Linked DNA regions of Mus musculus: all the other regions are linked to region 1. Evidence: chromatin contacts called from public HiChIP or PLAC-seq and Micro-C data. All regions are on one chromosome and are shown on one strand. The core of a region is the stretch at or near the end of the contact, and the rest is flanking DNA. Distances in the headings are between cores, read along the strand shown. Region 1 holds the start of Fendrr (Foxf1 adjacent non-coding developmental regulatory RNA). Region 2 holds the start of Jph3 (junctophilin 3). Region 3 has its middle 7.8 kb from the start of Cibar2.

Region 1 (3,817 bases), core at 40-2,539:
CGGGTGGCTGCTGCCGCCGCCGCTGCCGCCGCTGCTCTGCGCTGCCGAGCCGGGAGGAGGAGGAGGAGCAGGAGGGGAGGGAGGGGAGGGGGCTGCGCGGGGCGGCTGCACCTCTGCCGTCACTGCGGCTCCCGAGCGCGCCTCCCCCGCAAGCCCGCCCTCCCCAGGCGCGCTATTCTCCTCCTCCTCCCTGCGGGAGGCCACGCGCATCAGGGGGCCCGGCACCGCCCCCCCCGCCTACTCCCCCCCCCCGCCGGTGCACGCCTTTGCGCCCCCGCAGCCTGCAGTGTCCGATCCCCCGTAGCTATTCAGTGGGCTCAAGCCCCCCAGGTCCCTCCCCACGCGTCCCCAGCCCCCCTCCACCCCCGCTCCCCGGACTGCGAAGCCTGCCCCGCCTCTGCCGACCTGGACCCGGTGTGCCGGTCCCCGCCTCCTAGGCCCGGATGACCGGGCTGGACACGCGCCCGGGACTCCGGTCTTCCCGGCGCGCTGGGCTGCGGCGGTGGCGGAGGCCTTGGGTCGTGACCAGCGCGGGCAGAGAGAGCGATTGGGTTCCCGGCCCCCGGGGCAGGACGGCGTAAGTTCCCGAGAGGGACCGCCTCCCCTCACTCCCCGCCCTGGGAAGCGCTGCGCCGGCGCCCGGCGCTCCTCGGACTCGCCCAACCGCGCTGCAGCCACTGCCCCAGCCGAGCGCGGGCGGGCGGAAAACGAAACCGCAGGCGGCTTAGCGGGCGCTTTGTCTCCAAGCGCTGCAAGCGGGACCCGGAGAGTGGCTTCAGGTCGTGCAGTGCCACGAACCGCACAGGTTCCCTAGCAGGCGGCTTCGTGCACTCATTCATGAAAGCGCGCACACGCGTGCATTAACACGCGCCCGGAGCGCACACACAACGATGCCCCCAAGCGAATCCTCTAATCACCAACTTAGACGCGCAGGCTTGCACCAGTGCGCTCCCCACTCACGTTCCCCAGGGTCCCCCGGGAAGCTGCCACTCTCAGATCTGAATTCACAGAGCAAAGTCTCCTCGGAGCCCCCTCCCCCCACGCTTAACTCTGAAATCCGCTTAGTTGGCCCCGCGGCCCCGTGTCCCCTTTTACAAGCGCAGGTTCTGATTTCCTGAGAGATGGCAAAGTCCGGGGCAGGAAGTTTACAAGGCTCAACGTAAACACGTTCCGGGGGATCCTTTAATAATAAGAGTAGAGAAGCCCGCGGGCGCGGGGGGAGTTGGCCTGATGCCCCTATGGGCTCGGCCTGCCGCCGCCGCGGGGCCTCCGACGCTGCGCGCCAGGCCGGGTTCCGGAAAGCGGGTGGCGCAGGCGGGGAGCGCGTCAGGGAGCGGCCCTGGCTGCGGGGTCGCGGCCTTGGAGAGATGATGCGGGGCGCAGGACGATTCACGATCCCAGGTGGACTTGCGCGCTCGAAACCAGGTGAGTGTGGGCCTTCCGCAGCCCAGACACGCGCGCGCGCGCGCGGGAAGCCCTAGTGGCAGGGCGGGTGACGAAGGGGACCTTTACAGGAGTTGGTGCGAGGGACCTTGGAGCTAGGCGGCTGCGCCCTGGCGCGAGTTGCAAGAAGAGATGTCTGCGGGTCTCCTTCAAAGCCCGCTGGCCTCAAGTTTCTTTGGATTCTCGGTTCCCCATCTTCTCCCCACCCCCACGCCTTCAGCTTTGGTGGTAGGCGCCTTGTCGTCTTCGAGGCGCCTGGCACATCTGTGCGAGGGTCTGGGGGCTTACTGACTTAGGTTGTTGCTCTGTAGCTGCCTCCTTTGGCAGAACCGGGTTCGCAGGAGGCGAGAGTCGCCATCCCGTTCCTTTCTCCAGGACAGACTTTAGAACTCTGTGGTCCAACTAAATTAAAAGGGAGGAAGAAGGGAGGTGGACGCTTATGTGTGGTTATGTGTTCGTGCACATAGACGCTCTAGCAAGCCGGCTTCTGCGCCACACAGTCGGCCTAGACAGCACCCCTCAGCACCATCCACAGACTGGCGTCTGCCTTCTCACGGGACTTAAGTACAGTTAAGGGGCCCCACCCTGGAAGGGCGCACCACATGTAGCCTGCACGCTGCTGGACTGTGCCTTCGCCCACACAGAGCCACAGGATCACAAGAATGGGCCTTGTAGGCCAGAGCGCACCCTTCCACCCCAGGCCACACATTCCCACACCCCCAAGTTTTCTTCTCCCCCCCTTTCTCCTTTCTTTTCCTCTCCATTATTTTCTTTTTATTTACGGTTTGTTTTTTTTTTTTTTCCTCTTACACTGGCAATTGCAGACCTGAGGACTCTGGGCTGTACCTCAGGGAGGGAAGTTCTCAGAAGGGCGCTACATAGCTGGCCTTTAGCGAGAAGTGAGCTGAGGAAGGCGCCCATTTTCCGAGCCGGCACAGGCTGTATTTTGCATGCTGCCCCAGTCCAGCCTTGCCTCTGACCTCAGATCAAGGGTGCCTCCAAATCGAGGGGACGTGAAGCTCTTTTCCAGTTAAAGGATGTGTGCCCATAGGTGACCTCCAGATCTGCCCCCCTTCCCGAACTCCCACAGACCGCTGTCAGAGGCTCTTTAGGGTATTTTGTAGAGAAATTTCCTTTTCAGGGGAGGAAACTGAAGTTTCATTTGCCCTTCAGTCTTCAGGCCTACCTCCTAAGGCTGCCTGTGAGGGGGAGGGTCAGGGGAGCCCAGTTGCCTGAGGCTCAGCCCGAATTCCCACTTTCCACTGAGGAGAGAGATGGAAGTGGGTACCCAAGAGGGTAGGAACCCTGAAAGCCTATAGCTTGGATGACCCTCTACAGTTATAAAGCAATGAGGGTTGGGGGGAGTTGCCTATGTGTCTCGAAACAGCTCGCAGACACTTTGAGATCTCTCTGAATCCCACATTTTTAAAGAGGAGAAACGGAGGTTCAGTCATAGGGCTCTATCAGTGGCTTCCCTTGCTGGACGAGTCTCCTGGCCCCATAAACTATCTCCAACCGATGCTTTTATAAAGTGTCAACTGAAACTGGGGCGGGAGGGGGTGGGAGGAAGCCAAGCTCTTGGTCATTTTGTGTAACTAGGATGAGACTGACTTCAGGAGCAGGGTCATCATGCCTCCCTCCTAAGAGGCCGCGGGGACCGCTTCCCCCCCCCCCCCCCATATTTCAGTGTAGGATCACTCACAAGTCTGGATGGTCCCAGCCTAGACCATTTTGTATGGAGCCAAGTTTCTCCCTTTAAACGCGGCTCCAACTAAAGCACCCACTTCTTACGGTTGTGGCAGCAGTGAGCTGGGACGAATGTCACACAAAAGTCCCCCGGGGGAGCAGCCTCAGGGAGGCAGGGCCCTGGATCCATAGGGTGATACCTGCTCTCAGCTGAAAATCCACAAGACTCCCTCCGCATCTCAAATCAAATCCCTGCGCTTAGCACTGGCTCCAGGAATGCCCGCATTTCGGGGAGGACGCCCCCCACTCCGGGGCCCCAGGTATCTGCGCTGGTTAATTGCTTAAGTGAAGCCGCCGGCCGAAAGCGCGCCCGGCGAAACCCGAGCGCGGAACCAGATCCTGCTTCGGCCGTCCGGCCGCGGGCGCCGCCGACCACCCACAGCGAGGCCGGCCGCCCTGCTGCAGGTTAGCAAGGGCCGACCCCACGCGAGACTGCGCATCCCCGACATCCAGAGGGAGCGCGGGGGACGCGCCGAAGTGCAGGGATGGAGAGGGGAGGGAACGTGATACGGACAATTCAGCCTTTGGGTACCAGAATTCAGAGTGCCACTTGCCCGATGAGGTAACTGTGGGCAAAGTGCACGGTGGGACAGGCACCACGGACTGCCAAGGGAACTGTAGAGCGAGG
Region 2 (3,806 bases), core at 460-2,959, 650 kb before region 1:
CTGGGACCAGGGCTGGGCAAGGCGCAGACAGGCAGGAGCATTATATAATTAACTGCCCAGACTCCGCCTCCTCTTCGGGTAATAACGAACCCTGTCTTTCAGTTGCATAAGCCAAAATAATAATTACTTTCCAGCCCTCATCACTCCTAGATGTGGCCAGGAGCAGGTGCTGGCTTCAGGCAAGAAAACACACAGAGGCTCGGTAGAGCTCTCCATCTCCCCGCAGAAGCCCAAGTCATTGCTGCGGCTCCTCCGCTCCCTTCCCAGGCATCCGTGCAGAAAAGCCCGATGCCGCCCAGGCCCAGAGGGAGGCAAGAGAACAGCCTCTTGGGATAAGCGCCCCGAGGGGGAGGGGACCTACAGGCAGAGTCTGCTTTAGGGTCTGACTTCCAGGACCTAAAACTATTCCCGAGGTCTCAGCGCTGCTGAGGAGTGGTGACATTGGAGTGAAGGCTGCCAAGCCAACCGGGACTTCTGAACAGAAACCATCACACTGGTAGTTGCCTGGCTTCCGGCACCGGCTCTGCCCTGACTGTGGTGGCATCTTACACTGGAGGCGCAGAGCGATTCCCTAAACTAAAGGTGAAAATGATTCAGCCACTGAATGGCCAGATTCCTGGGCTCCCGCTAAACAGATGGGCCTCCTCCCTCCCTCCCTTCAGCAGCCTGCTTCGACAGCCTGTGTCCAACCACCTAGAAGTTTATTGCCTTGCTGTTTGGTTTGGTCGGCATCCCCCGCCTCTGGCGCTCCCAGCGCTCCCTCTCCATTGGCCTGGGTTGCTTTAGGACTGAGGGAGGCCCTGGGCACCGCAGGAAAACAAGAAACCAACGAGGGTCTGACTCTGGGGATACCAGGAAGGCAATGCCAAAAGAGGGGAAGGGTCTACCTCCAGCCCCCTCCAGCCTTGGCAGGTCCCAGAGGTGGCGGAGGACCCGGCCTGGCCTTCTGGCAGGTGCAGATCTCTGGCCTGCTCCTCAGGATATGCTGAGACTTTGGCTCGGCTGCTGCGGCAGGGGCCGGGCCCTGCTGCTGGAGAGCCCCCAACCCTTCCTTGGGTTGGCATGGGCCACTGTCCCCATCAAGCGTGGGGCAACCTGTGGCCAGGGGCCCGCTGAGGCCTCCTGGGAATCTAGGAGATGCCCCAGGAGCCCACAGCCCAACTGGAAGGCGAGGCTCAACTTCCCGGGAGATAAACAGAAGGAGAAAGAGGGGGACGGTCCTCATTCCTCCCCCCGCCCCCGCCGCCTGCCGCCCGCACCTACCTCCATCCGAGTAGGTCTCCGTGCCGTAGCCATCCTGCAGTCCGTTGCTCCAGGTCCCTTCGTATTTGGCTCCGTTGCCCGTGCACTCCCGCACCCCGTAGCGCCCCTTAAATCCGTGCGTCCACTCGCCCTTGTACACCCACTTCCCCTTGCTCTCCAGGCCGATGCCGTGGCGCTTGCCCTGCGCCCAGGTGCCTTGGTACGTGTTGCCGCTTGGCCAGGTGTAGACGCCCAGCACCTCAAAGCCGTGGCTCCACGAGCCGGTGTATTCGCCCTGGCCCTTCGGGCCGGTGCAGACGCCATGGCCGTGCGCCTTGCCGTCCTCCCAGCCTCCGCAGTAGGACCCTCCATCGTCAAAATTAAACCTACCCCCACTGGACATGCATGTAACGCGGTTTGCGAATCCCGCAAGCGGTGAAAAAAAAAAAAAAAAAAAAAAAAAAAGAAACAAGGCGATCAACAAACCGGAGTCTTGGTTGGCTGGCTGGCTTTTTGTTGCGATGCTCTTTTCGGGGGGGTGGGGGGGGGGAGGACGAAGCACGCCCGCGACCCCGCGCGCGGACCGGCGGCGGCGTCTAGGTCCGCCAGCGGCGATTGTTCATTTTCGAGCTGCGCCGGAGCCTGACCAGCGTCTCGCGCTCCCGCTGGAGACAGGACCGGGAGGAGGCGGGGGAGGGGCGGCGCAGGGCGGGGGAGCGGCTGGTGCCCGCGGCTCCACCTCGCCGCCAGGGCCCCTCGCCGCGCGCCCCGGGAGCGGGAGGGCGCGGGGCGCGGCTCAGGCCCGGGCGGCGGGGCCCGCGGGCGGCGGCGCGCGCGGCTGCACCGATCCCGGCCGGACCGGGCAGCGGCACTGCGGCGGCGGCTTGCGCTCCGAGCCCCGGCAAGCGCGCGGCCGCCTGGAGAGGGGCGCTGGCGGGCGCGCGCGCGCGCACGCGAGGACCCCGGGGCGCCCTGCCCCTCCCCTGGCCCGGGGTCCGGCCGGCGCGCCCCAGTCTCCGCTGCCAGGGGCTGGGATTTAAAGGGACAGGAACTGCGTAACGGGAAGGAACCGGGCACCGCGAGCGCACGCCGCGGTGGGGAGCCGGGAGGAGGCGCGGGCGCCGCAGGCAATCGAGGGCCGCGCGGTCCCCACCCCGCTACCTCCGGGGACACCCGCACCGCGGCCCGTGCGGGCCACGACTTGACTGAGAGGCTCCTGCCAACCACAGGTGGTTTCTCCCTGTGACACACTCTCTCCTCCTTCTTTCAGGGCCGCTGGGGGGTCCCCGGGGAGGCGCTCACCTTCGAAAACACACCTTTAGCGAATAGCGTTTAGCCCCTCTAAAAATTAATAGAAAGTTGGGTCACACGTTTGCATCTTGGAGCAAAGCCACCCCAATCCCGTGGGCCTTGCGCCCTGGCCAACAGGTATCCCCCCCACTCCAGAAGCTGTCGCTCTTTGGGGTTACCACTCCGCGGTTACTAGGTCTCTCTCTCTCCCTCTCTCTCTCTCTCTCTCTCTCTCTGTCTCTCTCTGTCTCTCTCTCTCTCTCTCATTACCCACCCCCACCAAGAGATGCTAGCATCATGGGACTAATTGAAAATGCATTTCCTGGACCATCAATCCGAAGACAGGAGCCCACATCCCCTGCCCTCCCGGACTGCATGCAGGGAATGGCAGCGGGCATTGCAGTGGGCTGAGGAGGAGGGGGTCTGCATGGCTTCACAGTTGCACAGGGTTGGGGTTAGTGGGGGTTGGTGGTGACAAGAGACCCAGTAAGCCCCGGTGGTGGGGAGTCCCTGACTGGGAGCAAAAGAGGTGCATGGTGGCACCTGCAGCCAGCCGGGGTCATCGGGGCGCTTCCAGAACCCCAGATCTCAACCCCAACCCCAACTCCTTGTCTTAAGCACAACAACCTCTCCTTAAGGCCCACCAGTCAGATGGTGGCATCCTCTTTTCTCCCCAAAGGCTTTGAGAAGCTGTCAGTTCCTGTTCTGTATCCGAGGTTTCCAGCCACTCTGGTCCTTGAGTCAGGGTTTGCCTTCAAATGGCCTATGGTGGACTTCAGGGTGCATCACATCTTGGACTTGATTGGAAGTTAGCATGCATAGCCCACCATCACCAAGCAGACACACATCAGCCTGCCGTATACCTGGAGGGCAGAAAATCTCCAATCTCCCAGACTTTGTTTCTGTGTGTTCCAATGTGTTAATGGACTATGAGCCAGTGGGATGAGTCTGTTAGCTTATTACGAGGATGTGGTCAAGTGGGCCACAGACTCATCTTCTATAGGCTGGGCTTCACATCCTGATTCCAGGCTGTGTGGCTTTGGGTAGCCACTTCATGTCTCTGTGCTCAGTTGCCTGACCTGTAAAATGGGACTAACAGTTCTAGTTGAGTCCCAGTGAGAATCCAAGGACCAGGTATCCAGCATCCAGTGAGGGTGAGGGAGTAGGACTGTCACTGGGATCGTGATGGGGAGGCTGAGCTCTCAACCTGCCACTCCTTCCCCTACACTGTAGGGATAAACCATGCCTGGCAACACACTGTGTCTTCCATTTTA
Region 3 (3,826 bases), core at 548-3,047, 900 kb after region 1:
AGAGTAACTTACAAATGTTGCCTGCCTGAGCCTGTTGTCAGTCTGTCTGTCTGTCTGTCTGTCTGTCTCATGAGCCTTTGGTGTGCTAAGGCTACCGGGTGTTACATCTGAAGTTGTGATGTCCAGATGTGCTGCAAGTTTGCTCTGTAATTCGGGACATAGAGAGGGCATCTTGGTGCCTCAGTTTACCCACTCAAGAAGCAAACTATAGCTGGCTGCAAGATCTCCCACGGGGGAAGACAGTGAACCTGAGACACTTGACCTGAGAATCTCCCCATTTCCTGTCTCTGCACCCCCCAGCCCCCACCCCCATTCTGGCTGCCAGAGGGCCCCCACCCATCAGGCTCTGAGACCTCAGAGGCCACTCAGAGAGGAAGTCCCCTTCCGCCTCTCCCAAGCTGGACACTGCGGTGTTTCTTTTGGAATTTCTTGGCTCGCATGGGGCAGAATGTTCTAGCCGGCAGCCACAGGCCTTCCTTCTTGGCCAGGGGACTTGACCTGCCACCACCCACTGCCACTGCCGCCCATGTCTCTTGTAAAGAAAACACGGGATGCCTGGGAGTTGAGACCTGACCCAAGCTCACCAGCACCCCAAGACATCAGGGTACAGGGCCTGATGGCTCAGGGCCACGCAGTGATGAAAGGCAGGAGGGGAGGAGTTGGCTGTCTGGCACCCCGAGTAGCCTGTCCTGAAGAGAAAGCCAACCATTCACTCACTCAGGGCCTCCACCAGGCCTCTTAGCAGTGGGGTCATTAAATATTCATGCCTCTCTCTCTCTCCCCCCAAGAAAGTGATAAGTCAGATTTCTACACCAGAGAGAGAGAGAGAGAGAGCACGCCCAGGGCAAGGTGTCTGTGCCAAGAGCCATGAAGACAAAGCCTTCACTTCAAGCCATGGGTGCAAACAAGCCTTGCCTCCCACTGCCACCGCGGGCTCGGCACACTGGACTCCCGAGGTTCCAGGACCAATTAGGTTGGGTGCTGACGTCAAGTCTGGGGCAGGGTTCCTCTCTGCCTTGATATTCATGACACTAATAGATGGAGCAGGGAAACATCCCAGAGCAGGACATGGCCCAGGGTCACTGTGGGAGTGGGAAAGGGTCCCTGAGAACTGAGCTCTGGAGTGCCTGTGCCTAATGCCACAGAACGAGAAGACAGGGAAAAGGACATAATTTGTGTGTGGTGTGCCTCCATCTGCCACAGCAGCAAGAAGACAGGGGAACACTTATTGAGTGCCTACTGTTTACCTGCAAATCTTCAGGAAGATGCACATGAATGCCTACTGTGTATCAACATGTCCCCAAGTGACTTGGCAGGATGGTCACCCATTCTTCAGTTGGGCAAACTAAGGCCGTAGCAGCAGGATCCCTGTCTGAATGGGCGAGGTCAGGGTGGGGCCTGGACTGTTCCTCTAGCCCAGAGCATAGCAGCCCTCTGGCGTGTAGCTGTCTCCAGACAATGTAGAGGCTCCACCTGAGGGCTCTGCCTGTGTACGCATCCCTCCTGGACTGGGGCCAAGTCTAGGGGACCCAGAAGGGAAGTGAGGTGACTTAAGGAGAAATACTCCCGTGCTGTGCTTCTGCTGGATAAAACCACCTGGAGAGGGACATTTAGAGTGCATCCGCACATGCGTGCTCCAGCCCCTTCCGTGTGCACTGGGATGCTGAGAGCCGCAGCCACCTCCTCAGCACTGCCCTGGCATCGGAGCCAGCAGGAGGCCCCTGGGGCCCAGTGAGGAGCCAAAGCGCTCACAATTCATTATGTGGTACAGCTGTGTTTCAGGCTTCTCCAGATATAAAGAGTGGGGGAGGGGCGGCGTGTACTCAGGTCTCTGAGCACAGTCCAGCCACCAACTGTGCTCAAGACAGGGCGCCGCTGCTGTTCTTGGAGCCGTTGGAGAGTCTCAGAGTAGCAAAGATACAGGAGCCAGGTCGCTAGCCTGCACAGTGTCTTTGTATGTTTCTTTGGGAAAGATACTCTTGAGGAAAGACAGAAGCCCAGGGGTAGGCTGGATAGCCTGTCCAGTGGATCCAGGTTCCCTTGGGGAGTTTAATCACCTCCCCAGCAGTACCTAGCCTCCCTGAGTGAGGAGAAATGACAAAATACCGAGGGCCTCCACTCCTGTCTTTTGTCTCTGGCTCAGTGTCCTGCCTCTGGCCCCCTGCCTAGAGCAGAGAGCCCAGCCTGGCAGCTGCAGTCTGTGGAAAGAAGGCTCCTCACCTGGCCAGGGGTGAGCCTGTGGGTGGGAAGAGTGGCATTCAACATCCTGAGTCCTGTCCCAGCTAGCCCACCCCACTCCCCGTCCCTGCCATGCCCCAACACACACACACACACTCACACACACACACACACACACACACACACACACATACACACACACACACACACACACACACACACACACACATTTCCCCACCGTCTTTTTCCCTCCTGCAATCCAGATTGTAAGTGGAATGTAACCAGAGGGAGAGGTGGGGAAGGGGTGCGGGGGTGGGGGGGTGAGTGCCAAAAGGCTGCAAAGGAGGGAGTCCCTTGTGTGAAAGGTGAGCCATGCTACTTAGAGCTCTCTGGTGGCTGAGGAGCCTGAGACAGATGGGACCAGCTGGGGAAAGCCTAGGCGCCAAGGCGGCCGAGTGGGAGGGGCCGTCCCCACCCTGAGGCCCCTTCTGGGCTGTTTGCCACCCAACCTCGGGACAGGCCTCCCAAGGAGATGCTGACCCTATATAGCTAATACCGAGCTTCCACCTGTGGGAGGGGCCTTCGGGCTTCCCAAGGGTGCTTCTAAGGTCTGGCACTAAGGCACACTCAACTACTCATTCGTGCATGTCTGCAAAGATACTTCTGTTGTAGCACGCTGGTCACTTCCAGGTCCTGGGGACTGTAGGAATAGGGAGGCAGATCGTGACAGGTCCCTGGTCTCTGGGCAGGTGGAGAAACAACTGTTCTGCACATGGAGCAGCAATAGAACACAGAGCCTTGGCTGTAGCCAGGACCGGGATGCTCAGAGCAACTGACAGGGTGACTCCCCAGCCTGCCTGAGAGACATGTGGAGCGTTCTTGATAAAGGGTGGGAGAGCATTCGTGGCCCATTGTGGGCAAAGTGCTCAGCATGTGTCTTGGCACACAGTAGGTAGTCAGTCACTACCACTTACACAGCAAGCAACCTGCAGGTACTTTCCAGTTTCCTTTTAGTAAAAGCCTTTGTGTTTGCGATGGAGGCCATTAAAAATACAGCCTGGGCTTGGGATGTGGCTCGGTGGGTGGCGTGCTCACCTGGCATGCACAGAGCTCTGGATTGGGCATGGTGGCAAATGCCTATCATCCCAGCACTCAGGTGATGGGAATGGGGGGATCAGAGGTCAAGGTTATCCTTGGCTACACAGAGGGTTTAAGAATAGCCTCAGCACATAAGAACCTGTCTTTATTCAAATTTTCTTTTTAAATTTGTGGCTCGTTGGATCCACAATTGCCAAGTGCAGAAACGTTTAGAAGTTTGGCGTTTCTTCTTCCCAGCCCCATGTTCCCAGAAATAAGACTCAGACTCAAAATATATTTATGAATACTTTGGCCATATAGCTAGGCCCTTCTCTGACTGCATCATAACTTAATCTATTTATTCGAAGCTACAGTCTGCCTGTGGTTGGTTACCTGTGCTCAGGAACCACAAGTCAATCTTGTTGCATTTTCCCAGGGAAATCTCCCACCTGGCACTCTTCCAGAATCCTTTTGGTCTCTTGGATGTCCCACCTTCTATTTCTACCTAAGCCATAGGCCATCAAATTTAATATTGACAGATGTCATATCCATACAGAGACAAGATATAGAT

Evidence for each region. A called contact is a pair of places that touch in the nucleus more often than the background predicts. HiChIP or PLAC-seq counts read pairs in DNA pulled down with a chosen protein or histone mark.
Region 2: a contact with region 1 is called in a Micro-C map of embryonic stem cells, with 4 times the contacts expected there. The contact joins the promoter of Jph3 here to the promoter of Fendrr in region 1. A contact is called at or near these places in 4 of 39 promoter capture datasets (HPC-7-derived erythroid cells, erythroid cells and liver) and 1 of 484 Hi-C or Micro-C datasets (embryonic stem cells).
Region 3: a contact with region 1 is called in an H3K4me3 HiChIP or PLAC-seq map of embryonic forebrain, with 4 times the contacts expected there. The contact joins the enhancer-like site here to the promoter of Fendrr in region 1. A contact is called at or near these places in 1 of 39 promoter capture datasets (pre-B cells), 6 of 484 Hi-C or Micro-C datasets (the G1E-ER4 cell line, cortical neurons and embryonic stem cells), 3 of 115 datasets of contacts at active chromatin or transcription factors (embryonic forebrain, embryonic stem cells and forebrain) and 1 of 9 other capture datasets (embryonic stem cells).

The regions. Positions count from the first base shown.
Region 1 is chr8:121,080,582-121,084,398 of GRCm38.p6, reverse strand. It overlaps Fendrr (Foxf1 adjacent non-coding developmental regulatory RNA), which reads left to right and starts at 1,289. Exons shown (of 6, transcript NR_045471.2): 1 at 1,289-1,425. It overlaps Foxf1 (forkhead box F1), which reads right to left and starts at 13. Exons shown (of 2, transcript NM_010426.2): 1 at 1-13.
Region 2 is chr8:121,728,462-121,732,267 of GRCm38.p6, reverse strand. It overlaps Jph3 (junctophilin 3), which reads right to left and starts at 1,709. Exons shown (of 5, transcript NM_020605.3): 1 at 1,264-1,709. The coding sequence starts at 1,645. Gm46065 (predicted gene, 46065) reads left to right here and starts at 1,791. Exons shown (of 3, transcript NR_165833.1): 1 at 1,791-2,471.
Region 3 is chr8:120,183,377-120,187,202 of GRCm38.p6, reverse strand. No RefSeq gene overlaps it. Among named protein-coding and RNA genes, the nearest start is that of Cibar2, 7.8 kb to the right of the region's middle. Within about 2 kb of position 1,797, at least 60 of the 459 cell types and tissues checked have an H3K27ac peak or open chromatin away from gene starts, as enhancers often do. A contact at or near this core is called in embryonic forebrain and forebrain, where this site is marked.